Regions from separate parts of the Mus musculus genome. Here regions 2 and 3 are each linked to region 1. A link is a contact called in public HiChIP or PLAC-seq data. All regions are on one chromosome and are shown on one strand. The core of a region is the stretch at or near the end of the contact, and the rest is flanking DNA. Distances in the headings are between cores, read along the strand shown. Region 1 has its middle 26 kb from the start of Far1os. Region 2 overlaps Rras2 (related RAS viral (r-ras) oncogene 2). Region 3 has its middle 18 kb from the start of Gm33659.

Evidence for each region. HiChIP or PLAC-seq counts read pairs in DNA pulled down with a chosen protein or histone mark.
Region 2: a FOXA1 HiChIP or PLAC-seq map of pancreatic cancer cells shows a contact between it and region 1. The contact joins two enhancer-like sites. A contact is called at or near these places in 4 of 115 datasets of contacts at active chromatin or transcription factors (T-cell acute lymphoblastic leukemia, embryonic basal ganglia, neural tube and 1 more).
Region 3: a contact with region 1 is called in a FOXA1 HiChIP or PLAC-seq map of pancreatic cancer cells. The contact joins two enhancer-like sites. A contact is called at or near these places in 1 of 484 Hi-C or Micro-C datasets (olfactory sensory neurons) and 1 of 115 datasets of contacts at active chromatin or transcription factors (pancreatic cancer cells).

The regions. Positions count from the first base shown.
Region 1 is chr7:113,589,088-113,593,548 of GRCm38.p6, forward strand. It overlaps the pseudogene Gm33828. Among named protein-coding and RNA genes, the nearest start is that of Far1os, 26 kb to the left of the region's middle. Within about 2 kb of position 2,159, at least 43 of the 459 cell types and tissues checked have an H3K27ac peak or open chromatin away from gene starts, as enhancers often do. A contact at or near this core is called in pancreatic cancer cells, where this site is marked.
Region 2 is chr7:114,065,094-114,069,554 of GRCm38.p6, forward strand. The region is part of intron 1 of Rras2 (related RAS viral (r-ras) oncogene 2); the gene reads right to left. Among named protein-coding and RNA genes, the nearest start is that of Gm51454, 31 kb to the left of the region's middle. Within about 2 kb of position 1,903, at least 103 of the 459 cell types and tissues checked have an H3K27ac peak or open chromatin away from gene starts, as enhancers often do. A contact at or near this core is called in pancreatic cancer cells, where this site is marked.
Region 3 is chr7:113,167,006-113,171,466 of GRCm38.p6, forward strand. No RefSeq gene overlaps it. Among named protein-coding and RNA genes, the nearest start is that of Gm33659, 18 kb to the left of the region's middle. Within about 2 kb of position 1,861, at least 40 of the 459 cell types and tissues checked have an H3K27ac peak or open chromatin away from gene starts, as enhancers often do. A contact at or near this core is called in pancreatic cancer cells, where this site is marked.

The DNA.
Region 1 (4,461 bases), core at 909-3,408:
TGAGCTGATGTCTCTGCATGTGTTAATGTTGTTCCTTTTGGCTGAAATGTTCTCTTTATGTCTTCCCTTACCTGTCCCTTTATAGTAGGTTCAATTTGGCTCTCTCTCCAAACATAGCATCTGATTTACATGCAACTGTGATCGCTTTGGTCATCACTGCTCTGTAGTTTCTTATGCAAAAGAATGTTCTAGCTAAGGCCTGACTGCATCAGATGGTGTACTATGTACCCTCTTGGATTCCATTACAGGAGCTAATATGCATAAAGGTGTTTCTAAGGGAAATGACATGAGTTTAGAAGAGTGAGAAAGAGAGGGTAGGAGAATATGACATCATAGGTGTTTATTCTGGACAGGCAAGTCACAGATGTTTTGAAACTGGGCTTGTACTGTGCTGCTTTGGGGTCGGCAGGTGACCAAGTCCAGAGCAGATGTGAGGGGAAGCCATTATTTTTATCTTTGCATGGACCACAGTGTCACTGTGCCAACCTGAGTCCTAGAGGCTGGGGAAGTGTCCCCAGAACCCATGGAATAGTTTCAGATTCTGACTTGCATTCTGACACTGGAGAGGGAGTTGGGAATGGAGCTTGTATCCACCAAACCAGTATGGTTTTGTCTAGAGCACTTTGGAGTCTGTCAGCAGTCTCATTTGTCATTTCTGGCTATGTATGGATCATCTATGTAGCCATAAGAACAGAGGTCATTGGCCAGGTAAGACCAAAGTGATGCAGAGAGTGAGGACCAAGTATGGGTTAAAAAAATTTATGGGTTGGTTCATAATCATGGTTACATATTCCTTGGTAACTAAGTATTTGAGGGCCATAGTACAGGGAATTAAAAGGCTCTGAGGGATTTGATTAATAGGCTTCATGTGTATTACAAACTGATGAATGGTGGGGAACCTGGGTTTTATTTTGTCTGTCCACAGCTACCCTCCAAGGCTTGAAGATGGAGACTCTTTATACATATGGTTGGCCACATGGCTGTGAACAGCATCTGCATAGTGTAGATTTTTAAAAAAGGGAGGGATGAAAAGATGCCTTGTCTGGAATCAAAGTGATGGAGGGGGTGGACACAGCAATCCTGAACAAACCAGTCCCACAGCTTTTGCTCTCTCTCTCTCTCTCTCTCTCTCTCTCTCTCTCTCTCCCCCCTCTCTCTCTCTCTCTCTCTCTCTCTCTGTGTCTCTGTGTGTGTCTCTCTCTCAGTTCTTCATGTAGGATAATAGCCCTCTGATACTAAGAGACCCAGTTCTCATCCAGGAAGCTGCTAAGAAAAACAACCACTGTCGAATTTGCCTTGTGCCCAGCTGACTGTGAGCTGCATCTTTGTGTTATCTCATGTGGGAAGAGTTGCCCTGGGGAAGCACAGTACCTAAGTGTTGCCCCCATGGACAGAGCCACTCTGTTCTTGAAAGAACCTGTTACCCAGTCACTTCTGTGTAGCCAAGGTATAAGCCCTGAGCAGTGAAGCAGCAGAGACCAGTTTGTTTTCCTGGAAGGGAACATCCTATTAACTCTATGTTCTGTGACTAATGCCATAGGCTGCAGCCCCAGACACCAGCTTTCAGGGCACCCACCACAGTCTTCTGTACTTCTGAGCCTGTGGAGAGAGCTGGATTGGGATGACATTTTCATTGTCTAGTGGTGTCCTAAGCTTGAGTCTTTTTCCTCACCTTCAGAAGATTAAGATTCCCCTATGTGCCAGTCAGCTTTCCACCACTGTGACCAAATGCTAGTGATAAAGCACTTATAAGGAGGAATATTTATTTAGCTCGTGGCTTCAGAGAACTTAGTCTGTAGTTTGTTGGTTTGTTGACCAATGGCAACATACTACATCATAGTGAAGGTGTGTGGTAATAAGGGAAAGTGTTTGTCTTATGGTGGCTGGAAAGGGCTAGAGTCTCAACAGCCCCTTCAAGGGCACACCAACTAATTAAGCTCTACTTCCTAAATGTTCTGTTGTCTTTCAGGAAGACCAGAGGCTGACAGCCAAGCCCTTCCTTTCAACACAATGGGCTTTAGAGCACAGTTAGACACCACATAGCATGCCATGCCAAAGACAGGTTAAGAAAGAACAAAAGCCTTTTACAACTCTGCAGTCAAGGGCTGGCTTTGCCTCTGAGGCTCCTCAGGCAACTCACTTCTGTAAACCTGTTTTCTCTCAATAGAAGTTGTCATGAGGATGAAATGTGATCATGTGTGTAAGGAACCCAGGGCACCGCCTGACTCAAAGTTAATAAATGCCAGCTCTTATAATAATTGACAAGACTAGCCTAGCAGGTTCCTGGGTCCCCCTGGAATGAAGACCCTGGCATAGGCTCAGATCAGATATTCAGACAATCCAGTGGTTCCAACTTTACTGATTGTTATTGTTAAGAGATGAGTAATACAGCAAACATTTGCTTTCTCTGAAGTAATGGTGTGAATTTGGTAGCTAATCCAACTGAGCCAATACTTATCTGCATCCACATTAGTTTGGAGGCTTAAAAGGGAGAGTGGAGTTGTTCTAGGGCCAGGATCAAGGATATGGGGAATCTAGGAACCTGTCTGCTAGAGCCCTGGAAGTAAAGCTAGGCACTGGGTTACATCCACAAACCTCCTTCCAGAAGCCCTCAGAGAATGTCTTGGGTTCCTCTGCAGATGAGAAGGAATCCAGTAGCCCTGAATCACCTGTAAGAGCACTCAAGCGCTACAGTCTCGTGGCTTCCTTCCCAGCTTGTCTTAGCTTGCCTTCTGTGTTGGTCAGGATTCTCTAAAGGGAGAGAATTGATGGAGTGAAGATATATTAAAAAGGGATTTATTAGGTTATATTACATAATATGGGCCTGGCAGTTCAACACACTGGAGAGGCTGGGAATCTTGTATTAGTTCTGTAAAGCTGGTTGTCTCAGCATTCCTAATCTGGTGCTGATGTCCTAGAAGATTCCTGGAGCTACTGGTCTCAGTCCATGTTGGAAGCCCAAAGCTGTTTCTAATATCAGCAAAGGAATGTGGTAGCAACAAGATAGATGAGCTTGCCAGAAGGAGTGAAGGCAACAAGCAAAAAGGGAAGTTTCCTTCTATCCGGCTGCTAGCAGAAGCTGCCGTCCACACGTATCTGATGAAGACAAGTCTCTCAGGCCAGGGGGTGCTGGCTTGCATTTTAATTTACTTCAGATTTAGTCAGGCTGATGACCAAGACTGGCTCTCACCCCTTCCCACGTCTGTCTACTCTTCCCTGTCTGTACGTTAGTTTCTCAGCCGACATGCTGCTGTTCCAGGCAGAACGTGTCTTCACTGTGCAAGCCTGTCTTTCTGTACCCACTCCTTACTATTCCTTCTCAATGACAGTACCTTTTCACTGCTGTCCCCAGGGTCCTTTGCACTAGCTCTTCCTGGAATGTCCCTTCCCTTCTCCACCAAGAGAAGACTTCCTTCATGAAAACCCAGCTCAGGTGTCATGTGCCAGATGTCACAGGAAGCTATCCCCTTTCCCCTGCAGGCCTCTCATGATGCCCACACTTGTCACTCCTCTCTCTGACATAGCAGAGAGTTCCTCTCCTAGATGTGTTCTTTGTTTGTTTGTTTCTTTTTGAGGAAGAGCGATCTCCTGTCTTACATTTCTCAAAAGACAAAATTACAACAAATTTCATCATAAATATCAATGACTTTTCTTCAGGGTTAGTGAATCAGGGCTATAAAATTGAACAGAAGCCATTGTGCCCAGCAGTGGACTCAAGACCAGTAGACCTCGGCGAACCTTTGCTCTTGACCACCCACAGACTTTCGGAACCGTGGCAGCAGTAACAGCAGCCCCGGCAGAACTGCTCATCATTGGCTGGTACATCTTCCGAGTGCTGCTGCATGGGTTCAGGTACTCCTTGCAGAAGCTGGCGCACACGGTGTCCTGGACTGGGCAGCAGGTGCTGGGGGACAGCAGGCAGCGAGCCCCCAACTGAGGCCCCAGCTCCCAGGCCTGGGCAGCTATGTCATCAGGTGTTCCTGTACTTCTCACCCAGCATGGGAGCCAGTGCAGTGCAGGAATGGGGGGGGGGGTCCCCTGTGCTCCTTCATCAGAAGAGCACTTGCCAAGGTCAGTGAGAGGCCGGTAGGCCCCCCAGAAAAGCAGCACCAGACAATGATGAAGATATCAGTTCCCTTCCCAGCCCCTTTGTCCCTGTTCTACTACCGGCCGGTGGGAGAGGAAGGGGGGAGAGGGGAGCAACCCTCGAGATATGAGCATAGGCACCACATTCTGATCGGACCAAGTCTGAACACTCCCATCTCAGCCGGGCAAGATCCTACCGTGGAGATCCAACACCCCACCAACCAACAGAATGGACATTCTGACATCACCAGCTGAAGCCCTGAATCTCAGTGCAAAAGAGAAAGTGCCAACTGCATGCAGCATGGTGGGAGTGGAGGGCGTGGGTGGTGGAGGAAGAGGGTTAAGAAAGCTAGTGAGGCCCTCTTGCTGTCCCTT
Region 2 (4,461 bases), core at 653-3,152, 480 kb after region 1:
CTATGGCTGGAGAGATGGCTCAGGGGTTAAGACCACCTGCTGCTCCTCAGAAGGCCTGCATTCAGTTCCCAGCACCCGCATGGCCATGTGGGATCCCATGCCCATTTCTGGCCTTCATGGGGCACTGCATGTACATGGTGTGTAGACATACCTGCAGGATAAACCTTATACACATAAAATAAAAATAAATCTTTATTTTAAAGAGAAGAAAGTCTCCGGCAAAGTTGAGTTTAACTCTCACTGCTACTTCCAAGCTGCAGGATCTGAAGCCAATGTCCAGGCCGGCCCTTCAGCACTCGCAGCAAAGAGACAACACTGAGGCAGGAGCAGGCCTACCAAACCAGGGATCAAGGAGTGCAGGCAGGCTGCTGCTCTTCAGCCACAACCGTAACTGGGCTGCTGTCACCGGCAGCCACACGCTGAACCAATGGCTTTCCTCAAAGTCCAGAGCTGTGTTCCTCTGTGGTGGGGGAGGGAAGGCAGCTCTAACAACTCCAGGCCCAGTTACCCCACAGACCCTGCATGAGCCTCTGGAATGTGTGCCTGAGTGCTATGAACCCAGTGTTCTGAGTTCATAACAGTCTGAGTGTTCAGCTCCCATCCGGGCTTCTGAAAATATCCTCAGGGTCTGAGCAGTAATTACACAGATAAACACACAGGCATGAATCTATCTTGTTCATTTAGCATTTGTGTATTTGTATGTGTAAAGATTACAACCATAAAACGTACAAATGGCAATCGCTCTCCTCTTCCTCCTTAGAACCCACGGTTTGTGTTTGTTTGTTTGTTGATTGATTGTGTGTTTGGAGTGCTGGGGACTGAAACTGCAATCAGATCAGATCAGGCACGGTTCCAACACCGAGCCACATCCCCGCCCTCCTCTTTGATTTCTGAGACTCAGTCTTGCTAAGCTGCCCAGACAGGTCTTGAGCTTACAATCCTTCCACTTCAGTCTCCTACAGAGCTGAAACAAGTGTGTACCTCAGGGGACCCGTAGTTAGTTGCTTTCCACAGAACACAAAACTTTCCAGTTTGATTTGTGCCTCATTTCCCACTACCAGAACCCCTCCTGTAATTTTCCTACAATGTTTGTTTGAAGTTATATCAGTAATATGGGTGATACCCACTCTGTACCCCTTAACAGGTCCCACTGTCCCTTTGACAGAACACCCAATCTACTGTTAGGAACAACGGGGCTGTGGCTTGGTGGTAGAGCGCTTGCCAGACATGCTTAGGTCAATTCCTAACAGCAACAAAACAGTAAGAAGGATAGAGACAGGCCAACCCCAAAACACATGAAGTGTAAAACCATGCCTGCTCAGAAGGCAACACAAATTAAGAGGTATGGCTGCCACTATGCATGGGAACTGTGTTCACAGAGCCCCAGTAACTGTCCAAGGAAAAACAAACAAACAAACCCTCCAGCAGCAGATAACATGGAGGCTGGGGGACAGCACTAGAAAGCGGAAAGCAGGGTAGACCAAAAGCTACAGAAGGGAGGGTGGGTTTCCTGGGGCTTTGCCGGCAGCACATTAAAGGATATGTGGAGGGGAGTCCTGGCGAGAACAAAGGACAGGGAGACCACCCACACTGGATAAGTTATTCCACTTGCGCAGAGAGATCTACTGCCTTCCCCCATACGATCTGGTCTGGGTAAATTTGTCTGCAATAGCTACAAAATGGTACGCCCAGGTGAGCAGGCACGCTTCCATAGCCTCAGTCTGCGAACTCTCTGCTTGGCCTCCAAAGAGGACTACTCACTGGCAGCAGGCTTGGTGGAGCAGGAAAATGGGGAAGAGGTGACAAGAATGAATTGCCCTTCCGCATTCCAAGGGGCAGTGGCGACAACCACTTTCTCTTAAAGCCAGCCCGGTGTGAAAGTGCAGTTCCCAAACACTGCCACAGGGTGGAGTCTGGTCCACACCGGAGACTAGGGATCCAGCACTTGGGTTAAGTCTCACGGGCCTGGTGAGGAAAGGGGGCTGGATCAGAGGGACTACAGGACAGGGCAAACACAAGCCTGAGCATTTCTGAGCCCATGCCACACTCGGGAGGCTTGGCAGCTTTTAAAAGGACACAGTGAATAAGGAAGGGTATAATAATAAATTTTAAAAAAAAAAGTAAAAAATCTCTCAAAGTATCAGATATTGAAAGGCACAGGTGTGTTACATGGACAACAGAACTACTACATGTATCTGACAGATTCCACCCTAATTTTTTTTAAAAAAAAAAATGCAAACTGAGCCGGGCGTGATGGCGCATGCCTTTAATCCCAGCACTCGGGAGGCAGAGGCAAGCGGATTTCTGAGTTCGAGGCCAGCCTGGTCTACAAAGTGAGCTCCAGGACAGCCAGGGCTATACAGAGAAACCCTGTCTCGAAAAAACAAAAAAAAAAAAAAAAAAAAACAACAACAAAAAAATGCAAACTGTAAAAGCTACAGAGTTAGATTTGGGAAGACAGGGGTGGGGGTGGGGGATTCTGCAGAAGTGGGAGGGAGGGCAAGATCGGTTAATGGGAGTGAATACGATCAAAATGAGTAGCTATCACTTAGTCATTATTGTATAATTCATACATGCTAATAAAATGAAGAGAACTGCATAGTCAAATCGAGAAGCTAAGGGTTCATGCCCTCATCCTGAGCTGACCTCAGGAAACTTTCTAGGCCTCCTCCTTCTTTCTCCCTCTTCCCTGCTCCTGCCCTCTCTCAGCTACACACGTACATTAAAAAACAAACAAACAAACAAACAAAAACAAAACAAAACAAAACAAACAAAAAAAAAACCTTAAATCATCCATTCCTTCCCCCACCCAGCCAGAATGTAAGCAGGGTAAAGACAGGAACACTGCCAGAGAGGAAGGAGAAGGCCTTCCCCAGCAAATCACAGGCCAGGCAAGACCTGCAGGCAGTGCGGCTGCGCATCTGCCTTGCTTATTACTCAGTAGATTTTCTCATTTATCCTCACAAGGACCCTCCAACAGATTCCCCCCTTTTACAAACATTTTTACATCAGAGAACTGCACTACTTCTTCAAGGCCACTCAATAAACAAGCAGGAAGACTACGGTTTAAATTCAGACCCAATGCTAATAAGGTCATCAGAGCCTAAGAATTATTATTTAATAAAAATTCACTGAATACCAAATTTTCTATTGGCCTATAAAATAAGGAAGAATATTTCCAAAAATATGAGAAAAGGCAAGATTTATAAACCCACACCCCTGTCATCTTCTTGAGGTCCTGCCCAGTTCTCTTGGGAGGGGATTCTGAAACAGTCTAGATGCAAAGTCCTTAAGAGCCTACCCTGAACACTGAAATTCAGCATGGCCCTACAGACACTTTTACCCACAGAACAAGTTTTACATTTCCCTATGACAAAATAGAGCAGAACCTGAGATTTGGTAGCTGCTTGGTTTCTTGATTAGAGGATTTATAAAGGCTGGCTGCAGGCAGCAAGGCGAGACGATGCATGATTATGCAGTCAGGGGATTGAAAGTCAAGTCCAGAAGCCACGCTGGACAGATGCCTGAGCCCTTAGGCGAACTGAATAACTCTGCAAGGGCGGAAGAGGTGGCTGAGCAGGTAAGAGCACTTGCTACTCTTGCAGAGGACCAGCGTTCAGTTTGCAGCACCCACGTGGTGGTGGCTCACAACCATCTGTAACTCTTGTTCCAAGGGATCAAAAGTCTGTCCTCCTGAAGCACCAGGGACAAATGCAGCGCCCATACACACGGATAGCAAAGCGTTCAGGCCCGGAAAATACATAAATAAATCTTGCTTTTAAAAAGGATAAGGTAGGCATAACCCAAAGTCTACTTTAAATGTGGCAAGAAGGAAGATAACCTCCTAGATAAGAGGTGCAAGGACCCATTCCCTCTTCCAAGGAACAGAAGTCCACACCGTTGCCCCTGGGAATCAGGCTGCCAGTCTCGAGTGACCACCATGTCCTCTATTCTCCCCACCCAGTGTGGGACACGCTGGCTGAGTTTCCCCACCTCTGTCCCGTGTGTGTGTGTGTGTGTGTGTGTGTGTGTGTGTGTGTGTGTGTAGGCAGCGGAGAGAAGCAGAAAGAGACTGAGGGTAAATTAGCTCTGTTTGTCCTCCATGTAGGAAACCACACAGCTCGTGTGCGTCTGAACCTCAGCTTCCTTGCCTATGAGACAGAAAAAAAACAAACAAAAAACCTCACTGCCTTGGGGGGAGGGGGGGGCACGTGTACAGAGCACAACACATGACACACAGTAGGCCTATTAAATTACAGTGCATATACCCCACACTCTCACGGGAAAATGATCACATGTTCCCATGCCAGCCTCTTCCCCTGGGGCTGACGGGGCAGCTCTGTGGTAAAGCGCTTGCCTAGAGTGCACAAGGTGCAAGGTTCCAGCCATGCCCACAAAGAAGGCTCTTAACCTTCAAAAAAAAAAAATCTTACTTTCTCACCTAGGATCCTGTAAACAACC
Region 3 (4,461 bases), core at 611-3,110, 420 kb before region 1:
AGGACTGTCAGCCAGGAGGAAGTCCAGTGACTGTGAACATTGCCCTGAAGGTTTTCGTCTGAAGCACTCGCTACTCAAACACTCATCACCCCGCCTCTTAAAGTGCTCACAAAACCTTGTGTACAAATAAAGTTATGATTCCTGCTTTCCAGATACAGAACCTAGCACACAGTAGGTGCTCAATATATCAGAGCTATCACCCGTGTGCAACGCTGCTTCCACGTCTCATAGTAGTCACTCAAACAAGAACATATCGCGGCAGGCTTTCCCGAGCACTGCAGACCATCTGCAGAAGGCTGCCTCAGCTGCACAAACTGCCTGCCCTAGGGTCTAAGATATGTTGACACTGACTGTACACTCCCTCTAGTGGCAGTACCGTGTACCCTTCCTCAACTGCTTTGATTTTTTTTTTCCTTTAAAAAACATTTTATTTATTCTGATTAGGGAATGCCATGCATGTTGGAATGTGTGCATCCCTGTGCCACAGAGTGCATATGGCATTCTTTCCACCATGGGCTCAAACTTGCATCACCAGACTTGTGAGACAAAGCACCTTCACCTGCCAGGATGTCTGGCGAGCCCTTGTTTTACTTTTCCATGGAGAGGGCAGATCTGACTAACTGGCAAAATGAATGATGTATGTGGCTGGTGCATCAACGCTGGTCATCAGAATTGCTATGGAGACACAGAAAGCAACCCACAAAGTGTTATGGTCACTGCTAAGTGTTCCTGGGAGATTGCCATGTGTGGGCATGCAGCTTACTTTGACATGCAAAATGCCACAACCAAACTTGAATTAGACAAAATTACCATCTCCCAGGTTTTGTTTGTTTGTTTGTTTCTTTGTTGGATATTTTTTAGTGGAAACAATGTATCTGGCACCATGCAATAGTGGAAACAATGTATCTAGCACCATGCAATGTCATCCTCTCAGAAGCTATATGACCCGAACCCAGAGCCTGGGCCCTAGCGCGTTGTGCTCAAAGAACCCTAAGTCAGTTCAGATATCTAGGGTGCAAACCTACTCCTCATCTATGGAACTAGGGGTGACATGTGGGGGTGTGGAGGTGCTAGTGCCATGGCACTTGTGTAGGAGTCAGAGTACACCTTGCAGGAACTTATGGTCACCTTCTAGCATGAGGGCCCTTGGACTTGAACTCGGGTCTGAAGACTTGGTAGCAAGCCCGTTATCTACTGAGCCATTTCATGGAGCCCATGGTTTGTTTTCCTTTTAAGGTTTGAGTTCTTCATGTATCATACGGTTGAATGATCTTTGGTGCAAATATTTTCTCTGTGTATTATTTGCCTTTTATCTTTACATTGTTGTTTCACATTTTTAACTAGCTTAACATTAATTATAGCCTCTAATTTTAAATGGTTTGTAATATCCCTCCTTTGCATGGGAACTGAGATGCTTGTCTCCAGGGAAGCGCGTCCGTTCTGTTTTGCTTCTTCTCACTCTTAGCTTTGAGATCTGCTCCTTTTAGGCTGGGTGCTGCTACCAGATTCCACTCTGCCCATGGGGAGTAAGTCCTCGTGGTTAGAGTGCCTGTTGTGGGTCCATATCAGTCTCAGGGTGATGGCACGGTGCAGGTCTGTGAACAGAGCTTTTGTACCGGAGCGCCCATATCACATGAAGCTGAGCTTTTGGTGGTAGCCCTTTGCGTGGCTGTGCTGTCTGGCCAGGTCGCTTCACCATCTGGGAACCTTCTTTTGTTCTACCAAAGACGAGATGCAGACACATTAGGATAGAACAGCCAAATGCCAAACTCAGTTTGGAAATTCCTTACTTTAGTCTGATGTTCAAGATGATCTCATTTTTAGTGAGTCAGGAAAAGGAGTGGCGCTATATTAAACGTCTCATTGCAAATCACACTTGGCTAGATGTACCAGAAACTCGGTAGCCATTAAGAGGACTGGAGTATCCCTGCTTAGAAAGACAGGGGGCTGGCTTTTGTCTATCTTTCTCTTTTTTATTACTTTCATTTTTCCCTCTTTCTTTCCTCTTCTTTCCTTCACTTATTTAGTTGTTTTTGCTTTTGTTTTGAGACCGGGCTTATGAAGCAGCAGCTGACCTTTATCTTGCTGTGTAGCTCGGAGTGAACTTGAATTCTCAGTCTTATGGACTCTTCTTCCCAAGTGCTGGGTTCATAGATATGTGTCTGACTGTCCGGACATATTCTAATTTTTCCCAATAGATTTTTGTGTATATTTGTTCCTACAAAGAATATAAACCAGTTTACCTTCTCCTTTTGTGAGGGAGAGAGAGAGAGAGAGAGAGAGAGAGAGAGAGAAAGAGAGAGATTGAGCACTTTGGGAAAGTTAGAGATTGTCAGGTCTCACACAGCATGACCTCAGATCAAAGGAAAGGAAGAAAGGAGACTCCTATCCGGTACCCTCTAGCTATAAGCTGTGTCCTCCAGGTAGGCAGCTGCATGAAGTGGCTAATCACTGGCTTCTTCCACATTGGTCACAAGCAAGAGTTCAGGTTCTGGTCTCCAAGAGGCTGGGCTTGACTCACACCCCAGCTGCACTACTAACAGGCAGTGTGAGCATACAACAGTCAGGCTCGTCTGCAGCATACTGCTCATGTGTACTAAGCTTTGGCTCTCGGGGAAGGTGAGAGTACATGGTATAAATAATGCAGTAGATAGCCTGAAGTCAAAAACCCTCAAAGCCTATTGGCAAAAGATTGCAAACTAGGCTGTGTTTAAAGCAGTTGGCCTTAGAGCACTGAACCTACATTTGAACTAGGGTACCCAAATATTTTATCTGTTAGGTAATGTCTAAGATCATGGAAGTTTCTGGAGGTTTCCAAAGACACATCCACTGACTTCTGAGATGTTTTAGACACCACACACAAGTCATTCATGACTCTCTGAGCAGGTGCCACATGTCTTACTTGTCCTAGCTGGAAACAGCCTTTGACGTGAGAGGCAATGGTGGTCTCCTAAGGATGTGGAGGGTTTCCTGGAGACTGGACAGAGAATCTAGTGCTGCTTCTCCAGGCAGACCACAAGCCACTAGGCCTTAATCCAATCGTAGTAGTCAGCTTGCCATGCTATGGCCCTCTCCCGTGGGTGTTTTCTGCTTGTGTTACAGTCACTCGTGGCCCATGTGGATAAGAGTTTGCTGTTCTCACAACCACCTTGAGGCTAGACCTACCTGTGCAGAGCCAGCCAGACAACTCCAGGAGTAAATGAGGAGGTCAGTGCCACAGAGGTGCTCACGGGTTGTTCTCCAGAGCATGGAGGTTTGCCGCTGCCTTAAATGTCCCACAAACCCCAGGGTGTTAGCTAGCTAGGCTAGCCCTTTCACAAGTGTTAAAATCACTTCATCTGTTTTTTCCCAATCCTCTTGCTATCATTAAAGCCTCATTCTAAATAACTGTCAAAGAATTGAGAACCTTCTGGAAGGTGGTACATAGTGTTTATTTTGCTTAAACGATGTTTTCTTCATAAGAACTCTCTTGGGCCACAGATCACTTCAAGCCACCTTGACTCTGAGCTCGTCAATAATTGGTGACATTTCTCCCATGTTCATTGTGCTTTTGACACTGCACCAAGTTCTGGATTTGAGTCATATCACTAATTCTCAAGACAAAACTCTACACTGAAGGGTCGTCATCACCCCAGTATAGATGAAACGTGAATTGAAACAGCTGGTCCATGGCTACCCAGAGAAGGCAGACCCGGGGAGTCAACCTCCTCTTGCCCATACTTTCTAAAAAGAGATTTCTTTAAAAGAAAGAAAGAGAGAGAGAGAGAGAGAGAGAGAGAGAGAGAGAGAGAGAGAGAAGGAAGGAAGGAAGGAAGGAAGGAAGGAAGGAAAAGAAAGGAAAGGAAAGGAAAGGAAAGGAAAGGAAAGGAAAGGAAAGGAAAGGAAAGGAAAGGAAAGGAAAGGAAAGGAAAAAAACACCACCACCATCACCATTTTGGCTTTTAGAGATTCAGAAATCAGCCTGCCTCTGCCTCCCAAGAACTGGGATTAAAAGTATATGCCACCATGGCTGGACACTCTTCTTTAAATGTGTGTGTGTGTGTGTGTGTGTGTGTGTGTGTGTGTGTGTGTGTGTGTGTGTGTTTATGAATGCAGGCACTTGTGGTGACAGCTCTCTTGGAGCTAGAGCTACAGGTGGTTGTGGACTGCCCGGCATGAGTTCTGGAAACTATTCTTAGGTCCCCTGCAGCGTCAGCCAGTACTTTTAACCACTGAGCCACCGCTCCAACCCAAAGCACACAATCTTAAGCAATATAAAGACAAAATTTGGATAGCTCTAAAAGTCAAATCCCCAGCCTCTAGCACAAGGCAGTCCCGCATGATCAAGGGACATTGGACAGTCAGCTGGCTGGGGAGACTCTGCCTTTCTAAGGACTGTCTTAGAACACCTGTTCCCTTCACTTTCATTGCATCATTCAACTTAGCACACACACACACACACACACACACGCACACGCAAAT